2 separate regions of the Mus musculus genome follow, and region 1 is linked to region 2. A link is a contact called in public Hi-C data. All regions are on one chromosome and are shown on one strand. The core of a region is the stretch at or near the end of the contact, and the rest is flanking DNA. Distances in the headings are between cores, read along the strand shown. Region 1 has its middle 34 kb from the start of Tnks2. Region 2 overlaps Hectd2os (Hectd2, opposite strand).

Region 1 (2,700 bases), core at 156-2,655, 160 kb before region 2:
TCACAGCTCTGTGTGTCCCTCCATGGTAGAAACTTTGTCTTCTCCATTTTTCAGAACCAGGTATAATTGATTATTCTCCCCTCACACTATAACTCTGGCTCTGAGGAGTGAATCTTACCACACAAACCCCTGGCTTCCCTAACTGCCCTGGCGATTGTAAGTAAGAGGTGCTGGTGGCTCAAACCACTTGCAGCATGCTTAAAGGCTCTGTAGTTTTTCTAGAATTCAGCAGTTCAAAATTAGATTTGGGGCCTTCGAAACAGCTGGAAATGTTTATTTTCCATTTTGAACATATAATTTATAGCAAACATACAATTAAAGACATAGAAAACTGCAGCACAGCATATCTAATTATTGGCAGGGATAGATGTGGCATACATACCAACAGAATAGGTCATAGTGATGGCTTCTTATGAAAGGCACTATTTTGGGACAAATTATACATTTGGTATTTCTCCCCCAGACAAAGACAATGACACTGAGTTCTAGTCTGACCTTATACTTGGCCTATATTTTCCCCTTCATATTCAATAACAATGAAAACAATACTAACGGGATAGCTGTTGGTGTGTGCTGTGTGTCTACTGTGCTAGTAGACACTGAGTTAGTATTTAGTGTTTGTGGGATTTGTTAGCATAACCTGGGAAGACATATATTGTCTCTGCTTAAGAGATGACAAAACTAAGCTTAGTGTACACACTAGCTTCCCTTTGGCTGCTGTTAACAAATGACCACAATCACAGCTGTAGAGACCAGAAGTCCAAAATCAGGCTGTCAGGAGGGCTGATTCTTTGTGGAGGCTGCCTTTCCAGCATGGGGGATATTGCATTTTTTAGTTTGTGGCTGACCTACTCCAGTCTCTATCTTCCTTTTTGTTATTGTTGTTGTTTGGTTGTTTTTTTTTTCTATTGGATATTTTCTTTATTTACATTTCAAATGTTTTCCCCTTTCCAGGTACCATCCCTCCTCCCCATGCCTCTATGAGGGTGCTCACCCCCACTCACACCTCCCTGTCCTGGCATTCCCCTACACTGGGGCATCAAGCTTTTACAGGACCAAGGGCTTCTCCTCCCACAGATGTCCAACAAGGCCATCCTCTGCCACATATGCAGCCGGAGCCATGAGTCCCTCCATGGGTACTCTTTGGTTGGTGGTTCAGTCCCTGGGAGCTCGGGGGCGGGGGGGGGGGTCTGGCCAGTTGACACCCAGTCTCTATATTTATCTGTATCTAGCAGGTACAGCAGAAGTCCTGACTATGGCAGTGCCCGCAGGCGAGGCTTGGCCAACCGTCCCAACATTCCAGTTAAAGAGAGGATCAATGAGGCCTTGCCTAGCATGGGTGAGGCCCCAGGTTCAGTCCTAATTGTGGGGGCCAGGGAAGAACAAATAAGGGAGTCCAGTGACCCTGTCTGTTTGGGGTTACTGGCATTAGCTTTAGGTTTAAGTAGAGAAACAACTAAGGCACAGAGCTAGAGCTTTGCATAGTTAAGCAATCCTGGTCGAAGTGTACTTTGCTTGATCATTGTGTCAGTTCAGACTCTGCAAAATGGTCAGAAGTCCCGGCTGCTGCCATAGTTTGGAGGGATCCGTGTGCTTCCTACAAGAGCATCCCTTCCGTGTCAGAGTGAGCCTTGCCAGCATGGATAATTACCCTTATCTGGGGACAGAGCATGGTCCTTCCTGTGAAGTTTAGCTGTTTATGACATGTCTCTGCCTTCAGCCTTGAGCCCAGGTTGGGCAGGCAGAGGTCTGCCCAAAGAACAGGAGAAAGTCGTGAGAAGAAGGCAGATGCCAGGCTTTCTTCCTGTTTTCAGTTCCCTTGTGAGTGTCATTGCACCTCGGCAAAGTAGCTCCTAGGTGCCCACTCCACACACCCTCATTTCTCTTCCTTGATGTTTGAGGTGTTGAGGAAACCCTCTGTTTTAAGGGCATTGGTGATGGCGTTGAGACCCCATGTGGAAACATAAGGATCATTTCCCTGCTTCAAGATCCTTCCTTAATCACATTAAAGAACTGTGCTGTATAAGGAAGTCACCCAGGCTCCAGGGCCTCAGGCTTGGACACAGCCGTGGAACCATTGCTAGGGAACCTCGGCAATATTCAGCACCTTGACCAAAGCGTGTGGCTGTCAGTGGCACGAAGTGCCAGCGCCGACGATGGCCTGACTCACCGTTTGTCCTCAAAGTCGACATTTGCAAGCTGGCCCCTCTGTCAGCAAGGAGGCAGAGTTGGAAGAGGAGGGAGGTGGGACTCACCAAGCAGGAGGGAAGGGTACATAGTTTAACTCTGTTCTGTTTCTTCACCCAACTAATGCTCTGGCACAAAGACTTGGTTGCTGAATACAGGCGACTGTGGTCCACGGAGGGCCCAAAGTCCTCTAGGGAGGTTTCTAAAAGAGCCAAGTGACAGTGACCATGTGGGGATCCTTCATGAGGGGCAGCATTTATCAGTGAGGGGTGCTGAGTGTCACTACTGACACACCTTGTCACTGAGGTGGCTAAAATGATATCCTAGCATAGATGGTTTTTCTTTCTGTTCCCATATTTTTGTTTTCTATAAAGAACAATTGTCCCCAAGGGTAGCTAAATGGAACTGGAGAAAAAAAATATCTGTGAAGGACAAAGACACTACCAGTTTCACCTCTAGCCTATGTTGGATTATGACTTAAAACAGACCCCTGCCCCTCCTGTCACCCTGCGC
Region 2 (2,700 bases), core at 106-2,605:
CTTACATCAAAGAAATCTTCTGCAGGGTTCATGAGAGGGGAACGGAAGCTCTGAGGTACGGCAGTGGGGAGATAATAGGGCGTGCGAGAGCTGAAAACAGACACAGGGAATTCAGGGCAGGGGTGTGTCTAGAAAGGCTTACGAGGGGTGTGGGGCACAGTGGTATAGAAGAGGGGGAGTTGCCAGGGGAGTGAATGGGGTGGCGGGATGGGGGGAGCATCAAACTAAAATTGCAGGGTAACCTGCTACAGCGACGGGGAGCAGCCTAAGGCCAGCATAGTTGAGTTAGAGTAGATGAGCATTTGTAAGGTAATTAAAATAGAATTTAAACAGAGGGGCTTAGCCAATAAAGAACTTCTGCACAGATAGGAGGATGTGACTTGGGGTCCCCAGCGCCCACATAAAAGCTGGGCAGGGCAGTGCACAACTGCAACTCCAGTGCGGGAGGTTGGGGAAGCAGACAGGAGGATTCCTAGAACCCATCGACCGGCCAACCTTGTCAAACCATTGAGTCCTAGGTTCAGTGAGAATGGAGGTACTCTGCAAATATGTGTGTAGGTAAAGCTGCTCCTAGACGCCATAATTAAATGAAAATCCCAGTGCCACGGGTGGGCTACTTTTCTATGAGTTTCTGGCTAGGCACCAGAGACCCCCTAAACAATACAGGCTATTACAGTGTGCCATGTAGGCTGCTGTGGGGACGGGGAGGGGAGGGTCATTTAAAAAAAATCTTACTCAGTTGTGAGCTTATTTTCTATACTACCAATCTAATAGGCAAGGGGTGGCCACTGGTGTGTGTGTGTGGGGGGGCAAGAAGACTGTTTGGAGGAGTTATGAATTTGAAGTCTGTCCCCCAGAAGGGAATTCACATCTGGTTCTGCAAGCCTGCTCAAAGGCCTCTGGTTGGGGAAAAGCTTGGAAGTTGTATTGCTAAACGGACATGATATGCTTGTCAAGTTGTCTTCTGAGCATTTATATTGATGCCCAGAGATTAGCGCTGCTGTCTGGTTTGATTAGTGTAGTGGTTATTCCTGGTTGTCAACTTGACTAATACAATTAGCAAATGTTAATACAGACTCACAACTCACCTAAGTCCTGAGAATAAGAGGCTGGTCAGTGCTCAGCCCTAGCAGAGGCATCTATGTCACCCCTCTGAGGCTCAGGGAACAGCAAAGAAGAAGGCACAGAAAGAATATAAAGTCCAAAGGAGACAGAATGCAGTGAAAGTCAGACACGTGGTTGCACTCTTGACCTTTCAACACACCATGACTAACTACGCAGGATTGACTCTGTCTGTGTGGGTGTGGCGTCCCATGCCCTTGCCCTTAGCACCTCAGAGGCATGTGCAGGCAGATCTCTGAGTTTGAGGCTACCCTGGTCTCGATAATGAATTTCAGGTCATCCATGACTGCATATCGAGATCCTGTCTCAACCAATCAATTCAGTGGGTCAATGATTAAACCTATCGGCATTCTGACTTGAATGGGGGAAGGGCTTGTAGGCCCCACTCCTCCTGAGGAGCTGTAGGTATTTAATAATTGCTGGTATCCGGGAGGGTGCGGCCATTTTCTTCAGTGGTCTGGGAAAGTCGCCCCATGCTCCAGCAGATAGTCTCTCCCCCATGTTTCTGTAACAAACCTTGATTAAGTTTACCAGGACACCAGAACCAAACCAAAGCAAGACACGAAAGTCTGTAGAAGTGGAGTAGTTAGGAAGGCGATCAGAGGGAGTCAGAGGGGACAAGAGAGGGTAATAGAGCATGAATTTGATCAAAATACATTATATACATGGATGAACACGCTATGGTGAAACCCATGCTTAACAATAAAAGGGTAAAATTTTCAAATAGAGAAGGAAAAAGAAATCAGGTCTTGAGGTTCTGGGGGTGGAGGTGGAGAAGAAACCGACAAGAAAAGAATTCTCCCTTTCGTTGAGTTTGGGCATCTGTTCATGACTATATTTCCAGCCCTGCTGTGATCTCTTAAAAGTTACATTTATTTATTTTGGTGTATGTGTGGAAGTCAGGACAATCTGTCAGAGTCTGTGGGTTTTGAGTATTGAACTCAGGTTGGTCAGGCTTGTTGGCAAATCCTCTCCTGTGGAGCCATCTTGTCCCCCACCCCTGCTGTGAATGTTAATAAATCAGCACTTATCAGGCCTTGGTTTCTTCACCTGTGAGGTGGTGATTTGAACGTGAACTTCACAATAATGTCAGCCCATAAATGGCACCAGACAGAGAGCAACTGCTATTAGCATCATTAAGCTCTTCCTGCCTCACCCTGTTCTCTCTCTCTCTCTCTCATTCTTCCCGAGAGCTCTACAAGGGACGGAACCACCACACAGTTCACTTCAGTCTGTTCTTCCCCACCCTCCTCACCTCAGGGACTACACCAAATGGAATGCCCCTCTCACATAGCTGGACCTGTTTTCACAAAGACAGGTGCCTTGCTGAAAGGAAGTTGGAGGAGAAAGCTGTAAATTCCCTCTGCTTCACCTTCTCCAGCCCTGCTGCCTCAGGAGCTGTGGGGCACTTTATTCTATCAATCACCCTTAGAGGACACAGCATTCACAAACACTCATGGTCTTATATCAACCATGTTGACTTAATTCTTGTACCAAAAGATTGTCACAGAATCCAGGGGGATTGGGAGGAGGCTAGTCAGGGCACAAGTAAAGCAGAGCTTTGAGGCTCAGGCTAGG

Evidence for each region. Hi-C and Micro-C count contacts between places; a contact is called where the count stands out from the background.
Region 1: a Hi-C map of liver shows a contact between it and region 2, with 3 times the contacts expected there. A contact is called at or near these places in 1 of 39 promoter capture datasets (liver), 8 of 484 Hi-C or Micro-C datasets (embryonic stem cells and liver), 4 of 130 datasets of targeted methods (the NIH/3T3 cell line, SST interneurons, hepatocytes and 1 more) and 1 of 9 other capture datasets (embryonic stem cells).

Annotation. Positions count from the first base shown.
Region 1 is chr19:36,799,251-36,801,950 of GRCm38.p6, reverse strand. No RefSeq gene overlaps it. Among named protein-coding and RNA genes, the nearest start is that of Tnks2, 34 kb to the left of the region's middle.
Region 2 is chr19:36,636,671-36,639,370 of GRCm38.p6, reverse strand. The region is part of intron 3 of Hectd2os (Hectd2, opposite strand); the gene reads left to right. Among named protein-coding and RNA genes, the nearest start is that of Hectd2os, 51 kb to the left of the region's middle.